2 separate regions of the Mus musculus genome follow, and region 1 is linked to region 2. Evidence: chromatin contacts called from public HiChIP or PLAC-seq data. All regions are on one chromosome and are shown on one strand. Each heading gives the region's core, a stretch centred on a gene start, on an enhancer-like site or on the middle of the called end of the contact. The rest is flanking DNA. Distances are from core to core; before and after follow the strand shown.

Region 1 (5,036 bases), core at 216-2,715, 320 kb before region 2:
TGTGAAAATACACTTCCCACCCTTCAGAGCTGCTGAGGGCAAGGGGTGGGGCCTGGGCCTGAGAGAAAAGGCAGGAAACAGCCCTTCAGCTGCTCAGACCAGTCCTCAAGGCCAGGAAGAAGGCTCACAACCAAGTCCAAACAAAGCTGTGAAAAGGGTATGCTAACTGCATAAATTTGCCCTCTGGCCTCTTCATGTGCACCCCTCCCATGATAAGACAACAAAAGTAGGCATAGCAGCACACACTTTTGACCAGAAAACTCCAGAGGGGGAGGCAGAAGATTAGAAGGCCAAGGCCAAGAAGGGCAGTGGTGGCACACGTCTTTAATCCCAGCACTTGGGAGGCAGAGGCAGGTGGATTCTGAGTTGGAGGCCAGCCTGGTCTACAAAGTGAGTTCCAGGACAGCCAGGGCTACATAGAGAAACCCTGTCTCGAAAAAAGAAAGAGAGAGAGAGAGAAGTCCCAGGCCAGCGCATGAGACTGTATTTTAAAAAATAAAAAAATCTAGCTTGGCGGTGGTGGTGGTGCATGCCTTTAATCCCAGCACTCTGGAGTCAGAGGCATGTGAATCTCTGTGAGTTGGAAGCCAACCTGGGCTACAGAGTGAGTTCCAGGGCTACACAGAGAAACCCTGTCTCAAATCGAGAACTGAAGAAGTCATTAACCTATTACCAGAGGTGGTGGTACACAACTGTCATTATATGTTCAAGGTCAGACCCTGTCTCAAGAAACAAATTAGGGTGACCAACATGGCTTAGGGAGTAAAGACGCGCTTGCCACCTAGCCTGCTGGTCCCCAGGATCCACATGTTAGAAGGCGCGAACCCACTCCTCTGACCTCGGAACATGTGCAACGCACACACACGCAGAATAAAACAGATTAAAATGTTATAGAAGTGTACAAAAATAAAACCATCAACATTGTCTTCCCTGTTCTTTTGCTCCTGGGAAGGCTGCAGGAGGATTGCTATGAGTTTGGGGCTACATAGTGACTTCTAAGCCAGCAGGGCTACGGACGGAGAGCCATCCTCAAAATATAAGACATAAAACAACAAAGCGGACACGAATATTAAAGAAGTATGAGATTATACCAAATGGAAAGTTCAGGCCCTTTACTTCCCCACTCCTAGAACAGGGAGGGTGGGGTTGGGGAGCCCGCCGCGCATGCGCGCTGCTGAGCCGCCAATGCGGTGTCTAGGCAGCGCCCCGCTCCCGCTCCCGCGCCCGCACACCCGCGCCCTGAACCTGTGCCCCGCGCTCCTACCTGCAGCTGTGCCGAGGCAAAGGACAGCCGAGGCTGCGACAGGAAAGTCCCTGCTCCTTCCTGTGCGGCCCCTGAGCTTCCTGGCCGCCGTCATTTACGGAAAGTCAGGGCGCCCTGGGGGCGGGGCGGGGCGGGAAGCCCGGGGGAGACTAGAAACCTGTGCCGCAGGCCACCCTTCTGGGGTGGGAGCTGTGCAGAGACAGAAAGGCTGGGGTGCTGCTGGGGACCTGAGCTTACAGAGCACTCCCCGCCTCGGGCTCCTGTCTTTGCATGTCCTTGGAACAACCTGAGCCAGCCCGGGCAGGGACTTGCTGCGGCTAGAACACATTTCAGGCTTCAGTTTCCACTCCGCCTCCAACCTTTAACCTCCTAAAAGACACACTGCGTAATGTTTAAAAAAAAAAATTACGGGCGGAAAAAAACCAAACCTCTGGGCCTCCAGTCCTAATGAACTAAGAGGGGCCTTCTCCTGGGAAGCCCACCTGCTTGCTGGGCGTGCCCCCACTTCCTCTGAAAACCTCGCCTTTTATTCTGCTCAAAAGCTATGAGATGAGGCTTGCTAGAAGGCTGAGGAGTATACGCTATCGCCACACAAATCGACTTGAGTTCCATCACTGGAACCCACAGGTACAGCTTGGAGGATTCTGAAAAGAACTCCTAGGCCTCAGATGGTGATGGCAGGAGCCCGTTCTCCAGTCCTCCATCCCTGGCTATGCACCCTGGTGCCTCCGTTTACCCATCTGTTGCCAGTGGCAGTGTCTGCTGCATGGGGTAGAACTAAGAGTGATCCTGGGGGAGAGAACTGTGCAGCTGTGCTTCCCTAAAGCATGCCAAGTTCTGTTCTCAGATGCCCCTCCTGGTGGGTGCCTGGGACCCAGAGCATCCACAAGTCCTTTAACACCACACACAGCAGGTCAGGCCTCTGTCTGAGAGAGGATGACGTGAGGAAACAGATGCCAGGAATGGAAACGTGAAGAGATAGCAGGTGTGATGCAGACGATGAGGCAGAAGACTGGCAGAACAAACCAATATGTGCCACACAGCTCACTGGTGGAGCTCCTACCTAGAATCCCCCAGTGAGGGGCTGGGGACACGACTCAGGGGTGGAACATTTGCATAAGCACCAATACCTGAGATTTCATCCCAGTTGCCATGTAAAACAGCTGGATGGAGGTAGGAGTATGGCTGGGTTGTTACTGGCCACCAGCATAGCTCCTTCTCTGGCCCTACCCATGTAGGACACGAAGAAGACACCAACAGGCCATTGTAGCACATGTGTGACAATCCCACCACTCAGGAGGCCAAGGCAGGAGGATTGCTGCCAGTCTGAGCCAAGCCTGGTCCACATAGAAAGTTTCAGACCAGCTCAGACTATACAACTAAACCTTGTCTTACAAAATAAATTTTAAAAAAATTTTAAGAAAAGAAGAAAAAGGCAACTGTTGGGTTCTGTTACAAATAGTTCAAAGCACATGGAACATAGCAATATTTGTGAGAAGCAAGAAGCAGCAAAATAAGGGAATTAAATTTGGGGGGCAATAGGGAGCCTGCAGGGCCTGTCATCCTCCATTCTGTCCTGGAGTGGCCTCACCTCTGCCTTACTGCTGAAAGCTAATTAAAATTTTTTAAAAAGTGAAACGGGTACTCTTTTTTTTTTGGGGGGGGGGGTCGAGTCAGGGTTTCTCTGTATAGCCCTGGAACTCACTTTGTAGACCAGGCTGGCCTCGAACTCAGAAATCCACCTGTCTCTGCCTCCCAAATGCTGGGATTAAAGGCGTGCACCACCACACCCGGCGAAACAAGTACTCATAAGAATTGGAGCCCTTGGGCTGGAGAGATGGCTCAGTGGTTAAGAGCACCGACGGCTCTTCCGAAGGTCCTGAGTTCAAATCCCAGCAACCACATGGTGGCTCACAACCATCCATAATGAGACCTGATGCCCACTTCTGGTGCATCTGAAGACAGCTACAGTGTACTTAGATATAATAATAAGTAAATCTTTAAAAAAAAAAAAAAAGAATTGGAGCCCTTAGGATTCCCGAGTTTGTAGGTTTGGATTCAAAAACACAAAGTCATTTGTTATAATCCCTCTTTTGCAGATGGCAAAACTGAGGCACCAAGAGTTGGGAGATATGGGGGTGGAATATTGGGAATGGAACCTAGGACACTGTGCAATCCAGTCCCCCCAACACACATACACTGTGGTATCCTAGGCAGCGGTGTGTAGGGGTTGAGTAAGACTGTCCCCTATAGGCTCATCAGGAAGAGGCACCATTAGGAGGCATGGTCTTATTGGAGGAAGAGTCACTGGGGCTTTGTAGTTTCAAATGCTTAAACTAGGCTCAGAGTTTCTGTCTTCTTGCTGCCTGTCGATCCAGATGGAGAAATATCATGTCTGCCTGGGCACTTCCAGGTTTCCATGGTGATAGTGGGCTAAACCTCTGAAACTGTAAGACAGCCCCAACTAAATGTTTACTTTTGTAAGAGTTTCCTTGGTCAAGTTCTCTTCACAGCAATAGAAGACTAAGATAGGATAGGGTCTGCCCCTGAGTCATGTCCAGCCAGTCACAAAATATTCTGGGTAAGACCTGAATGAGGCTCCTGTCCCAAACACTCTGTGCTCTAGGAAACTTCTGCCTTGTTCTAGGACAGAGATAGCTGGAGGTCAACCTGGCCTTACATAGATTTTTGAGGCTTAACAGGAGGAGCCCAGTAGGTTGTATGGAGGACAGTGAGCATGGCAGTATTGAAAACAGGAGCCGGGCTGGAGAGATGGCTCAGCGGTTAAGAGCACCGACTGCTCTTCCGAAGGTCAGGAGTTCAAATCCCAGCAACCACATGGTGGCTCACAACCATCCGTAACAAGATCTGACTCCCTCTTCTGGAGTGTCTGAGGACAGCTACAGTGTACTTGCATATAATCAATAAATAAATCTTAAAAACAAAAAAAAAAAAAAGAAAACAGGAGCCAAGGACACTAAAGGAAGGAGCTCAGGCTGCGAGGAGCTGGCTCACAGGTGGGAGTGGAGGCTGCGCAGCGCAAGACAGGAGGCTTAGCTGTCTGGGGCAGTTCACTCAGGGCCACCCCTATAAACAGTGAGGAGGAGTCTAGAATTTACACCAACACATAATTAGCTCAGCATGTGAGCAAGCATGAAGGTCACTCTGCAAAGGGGGAAGGGGGCAGGGGAATTGAGCATCTCAGTGGTTAGGAGTACTGGCTCCTCCAGAGGACCCAAGTTTGATTCCTAGCACCCACAAGGTGGCTCAGCACCACTGCAACCCCTGTGTCAGTGACCTGACACCCTCTCCTGGCCTGTGTGGGCACCAAGCACTGAGGTGGGACACAGACATACAAGCAGAACAGTCACAAATGTAAAATAAATGCAAATAAATTTTAATTAGAGCAGCAGAGGGCTGTGAAGATGGCTGGGTAGCTACCATGCTCCTGAGGTGCCTAAGGGAAGTGGAGGTGCCAGGGTGGCCGCCATTCTGTCTCCAAAGCCTACAGGAGGAGCTGCTGATACATACCTCCAGGCCCTTCTCCAGGAGCTGCCAGTCTAAGCTGTGAGCTTAGGGCCAGTAAGACACTGCTACCAACAGCTACAATGATGAATAAGTGACCTGTGCATGAGGAACAGCATCCAGGGTTGTTCACTGGGCTTACATGCACAGGTGTGTGTGCTCAGACACACTCACATACACACACACTATCAGATACAGACACATACACTCAGACACACAGATACACAAACACACACTCAGACATAAA
Region 2 (4,628 bases), core at 340-2,839:
ATGTATACGGAATGTACCTGGTCCTGTCTGCGGGCAGGTGGCTCTCGGCGCTTCACTGGAACAACAGCCTCCTGGAGAGCAGGTGCCCAGCTTGTCAGGTGCAAGGGCAGGCCCGGAGGGAGCTTGATATTGGCCATGGGCATGATGGGGGTCCTCCGAGGTGTCTTCACTCTGACCGTGACGAAGGATGTCGGCCTTCCTCGTGGAGGGGCGGCGGCCTCGGGGAGGGGACTCAGGGTGGGCGAAATGGGGCAGGGGAGAGCAGGTGCGGGGGGCCCTTGGAGAGACAGACTCGGGGTTACTGCAGCGGGGGTACTAGGTGGACTCCTGCCCTGGGCCTGCCACAGTGGGGAGGGCCGTTGGACGCCACCTTCACACTAACCTTCCACGGCCCCCCGCACGCCCCTCTCCTCCAGCAGGCTCTCAGTGCTGGCCGATGTCTCTGAGTCAAGGTTCTCCTCATCAGAACCCCGTGGGTCCAGCTCCGGCAGTCGATATGTGATGTCCTCCCTGAGGGTGGGGGCACCATATTTGAGGCTATTCCTCAGGAGCTGACCCCCAAAGGAAGTAGCCCTGCTCCTCTAGGCCCCTCCCTCACACCAAGCACAAGCATCTGGACCCCCCAACCCTGCAAGCAGCTTGGCTGCAGTGCTGTTCCAGGGCTGTTCCTGCCTAGAACACCCGCCTGGACGCCTGGATGGGGGTGGGAGGTGGGGGTGGGGTGGGGCGCATGACACTTGCTTCTCTTCCTTGATGGACTGGATCCTCTCCATGAGAATCTCCTTTTCTCGGTCCTCGTCGCCACCTGCAGCCTCCTCGGGGAGAGCCCCCAGCTCCAGGTCTTGGACCACTGGGGTCCTGGGGCTTTTGATCTGAAACACGAAAAAGGTAGGTCTGGTCCAGCACCGGAGGGGGGGAGCTCAGGATGTGGGCGGAGTCTAGCGCTTGGGTGAAGGGCGGAACCAGCAGCTCTAGGTTAGTTATGAAGTAGATCCCCCCTCCTCCAATACACACACATACAGTGCTCTTTGTCCAGAGGACCACAGGAATCTAGTGGGGACCAAGAACCAGCATGCACTTCCACATGTTAGGGCATGTTCTATGGTACGGCCAAATCTACCCAGTGTACAACCTGGGAACATGCAGCTCGGCCCATGCAATGTGTACGTACCCGGACCCCCTCATAGGGTGATGAAAACCCCAGTTTGAGAGGCCACGGCTGGGGAAGAGATAACAAGGGTGACCAGGTGTGCTAAGCCTGCCAAATAGGCACGAGCAGGACCAGACCAGGAGGCTGAAGACCCACTGGCTCCAATGGGAGCCCAGGACCTGCCCCTTCTGCAGCACCAGCATGGGCCCTTCTGTAATGGGAACTCCCTGTGCACTATGAAGGAAACCAGGCCAGGCTCATGTGCTGAACTGATTCACCTGGCCCTCAGAGGAGCAACCTGTGTCTGACTGGAAATAGCCCTTTGGTGATGGTAGGGCTCTGTCCTGCCTGTGCCACAAGGCCCCTGACCACACTGCACACTTCCTAGTTTCTGGTGGGAGTACCATAACCCAGCCGCAGGAGGCCCAGCCCCAAGGCCAGCACTCACAGCATTCTGCCTCAACAGGGAGAGCCTGCGGAATGCAATGCTCTCAGCAGCCTCCAGGTGGTTGATTTCCTCCATCTTCATCTTGTACTTCCTCATCTGTTCTTTGATGAGCATCTCCACACACCTGTGCACAGATGTGGCCAGTTTACGTCCAGTGGCTAGGAAGGCAGTCCCAGAGAGCCAGTAGGACCTGGGCCAGCACTGCTACCCTGGGACGGGACACCATGTGACCCCAGGAGGCTCACTTTGCTTTCTGAACCCAAGAATCCTGTCGCTTGTCTTTGACAGCACTGAGATAGGAGGTAAAAGGATGGTGCAGGTTGGAGAACAGAACCCTAGTCACCAGCCGAGTGGGACTACTTTAACTCCTAGAAAGGACAAGGTATGGAAAGGCTGGGCGGCCTGTCCTAGTCAGTGCCCTACCTAACAGCTCTACAATACAAGCTTTGACTCCCACAGAGCCTACTCAACAGTCAGGACCAGAGGGACTTAGCTCAAATTCAGTCCCAGTGAGGCGAAAGGCTGTGAGATCACAAGTTGATCAGAGTGCTGAGGACAGCGGAAGTAAGTGTGTCCTGCCCCACCTCCCGGGGTTTTGGGCTCCTTCCTCACCCTCCTTTAGGGACCACAGCAAGCTTCCCAGCCTTAAGCTAGGAAAGCTGCCGAGGGTCTTCTCCTTGCAATCTTATTTTTCCATGGGTGCAGGGGTGGTGTGGGACCTGAGTTCTCATACATGCCAAGCTAAAGTTCAACCAGAGAGCTACACCCCAGCCCTTCAGCATTCTGAGGAGCACTCATGCAGAGTTGGAAAGACAATGATGGAAAACTGGCAGAAACACTTGGCTTCATGGCTACCTCCCTCCATCTTGGCCTTAGAAGGTCTCTCTTCAATGCTTCTTCTCAGGTGACTCAGAATAAGGTCTTCCCTGAACAGGGGACATGAGGCTGTGCTTCCTCCATGCGGAACACTGCCTGCATTGTGGTGACTTCTGGAACCACAATTCCACTCACCTCAGATCCACCTTTTGTTAAGTACTAGGCTTTACTTAAAATGGTGTTTATTATAGCACCTGCTGAGTAGGCCCTGGTAGCCATAAGCATGCCTGCTGGGGAACCCTGCTTCCAGGCCTAGAAAAGGTGTGTGTGTTGGGGAGGTGAGGGAAGGCTGCTGAAGAAACCTAAGAAGGGTCCACCAAAAAGATGGCTCAGAGGATAAGGGTGCCAAGCCCGATGACCTGATTTAATCCCTCATACCTACATGGAAGAAAAGTTGTCCTATGACCCCCACAGATGGCATATGTGCCTTCGCCCATAAAATAATCAAAAAAGAAACTTAGTAATGCTGAACCTCTATGGGTCTGACAATTTCCAAGTCAACCATGGTCACCAGGAATTTCATCTGGGCTTTCTCTCTAAACAGACAGGGAGGTCATGTGGGTTTTTGAGTGAACTCTCTTGTTTGATTTTGTCTTAATGCTGTAGCTGGCCTGGAAGTTCAGATTCTCCTGCCTAGCCTCCACACTGTGAGGATGATGGACATTTCAGACAGCTGGGTGCTTATGGGTCTGGGGCTAGGTGACTCACGTGGTGATCTTCAGTACATCCTTCATGCTGGTCAGGGGGTCGGAGTTGTCAGGGCAGCGAAGCAGGCAGGGTGCAAAGATGATAGCTAGAGCTCCCGGAGACATGCGGTTCACATCTTCAAGCAGGGCCACTCTGCAGAGTCAACAGTTAGGTGGCACCCCTCTGACCCCAATGCCAGGTTCATGTCTTGGTACTAGTGGCCAGGACATGCAGCCAGGTCATGGGGCACAGCCCTCTCAGCTCCTGGGGGAGGGGTACTTGCTTGACAAGGTGGAAGATGAGTCGCTCCAGGGAGGTGTGGTTGGCTTCTGGCAGGTGGTCCAGGACTGCATAGATGGCAGACAGCTGCTCCTGCTTCTCTGGAAGCTCTGGGGAAGCCAGAGTTATCAGTCCTGGGTGGCACTAGCCATGCCCACTCCTTCTTCCCTAAGCATTTGAGGTGCATAGAAGCCCTCCATGTGGGGTCTAGGTACAGATGGGAAACAAACCCAGCCCAAACTGCAGGCCCCAGCTGGAACAGGACATGCTCCAGCCCCCACCGCTTCCTTCATGGCTCACCAACAGCCCTGAGGAAATCTCCATACTGGGCAAAAGTCATGAGTGGCTCAGGCAGCTCACGAAGCCATTGCTTCAGGACCCCGGTGATAGCGTGGATAGGGAAGTCTTCCAGCTTAACTGCAGCAGGGTCTGTGGGGCAGGGACATGTGAGTAGTGTATGCATACTGACCAGTGGGGCTTCGCTAGGCATCTGCTCCCAGTGCCCACCTGTCTGCAGTGCCTGGCGTAATTCCCGTGTCCGGTTGGCAGCTCCTGACTTGCGGTAAAGGCCCTCAGTGTACAGGCCATGCATCTCTACGTGTTCCAGAAGCTTCTCCAGCACAATGGGCACGGAGGCCTTGTCACTGGTCAGGCTGTCTACACACACACCGAAGTGGCCTGGTTCGGCACCCAGCTCACTCTACAGTGTGGGATGGGTGGAGAGTCAGGCCTGGGTGCCACTTCTGCAGTGTCCTCCATCTGTCCCTGCCTACTCTGTCCTTGAAGGGATGCTTGGGAGAGAGCAACTTGCTCCATGAAGCACCCATAGGCTGGATGTCCTTTCCTGGGGAGATGGTCCTCTGTATTCTAATTCAGGAACCCTAACACCTTCATGGACAGTTGAGAGCCTCCCTCTGCCAGGCCCAGGACTCTTCAGCAGGGGTTAGGAGCCTGGCTGGGAGCCTCAATACTAGGAATGGACATGTGTCCCGCAGTGGAACTAGAGGACACAGCCCTTCCTGCCACTTTCTGGGGAGTCTAGGCTCTAGTGTTCTAGAATGCTCCAGGGTTAGGTATGCTCACCTTCCTCCTTCCAGTGTAGGAGCAATAGCTCTGAATCTTGTGCACGCATTTCTTGTGGCAGGTCATCTTGCACACTAAAGAGTCAAGAGTGGTCACAGACGTGCA

Evidence for each region. HiChIP or PLAC-seq counts read pairs in DNA pulled down with a chosen protein or histone mark.
Region 1: a contact with region 2 is called in an H3K4me3 HiChIP or PLAC-seq map of embryonic stem cells, with 3 times the contacts expected there. The contact joins the promoter of Jak3 here to the enhancer-like site in region 2. A contact is called at or near these places in 4 of 39 promoter capture datasets (the C10 cell line, hippocampal neurons, pre-B cells and 1 more), 4 of 484 Hi-C or Micro-C datasets (CD4 T cells, Th1 cells, cerebral cortex and 1 more), 2 of 115 datasets of contacts at active chromatin or transcription factors (embryonic hindbrain and embryonic stem cells) and 3 of 9 other capture datasets (adipose tissue, liver and pancreatic islet).

Annotation. Positions count from the first base shown.
Region 1 is chr8:71,672,812-71,677,847 of GRCm38.p6, reverse strand. It overlaps Jak3 (Janus kinase 3), which reads right to left and starts at 1,465. Exons shown (of 25, transcript NM_010589.6): 1 at 1,265-1,465.
Region 2 is chr8:71,355,207-71,359,834 of GRCm38.p6, reverse strand. Myo9b (myosin IXb) reads right to left here. Exons shown (of 40, transcript NM_001142322.1): 31 at 4,524-4,597; 32 at 3,948-4,140; 33 at 3,741-3,869; 34 at 3,445-3,550; 35 at 3,183-3,314; 36 at 1,599-1,722; 37 at 1,172-1,219; 38 at 742-872; 39 at 383-510; 40 at 1-277. Among named protein-coding and RNA genes, the nearest start is that of Use1, 9.7 kb to the left of the region's middle. Within about 2 kb of position 1,589, at least 8 of the 459 cell types and tissues checked have an H3K27ac peak or open chromatin away from gene starts, as enhancers often do. A contact at or near this core is called in embryonic stem cells, where this site is marked.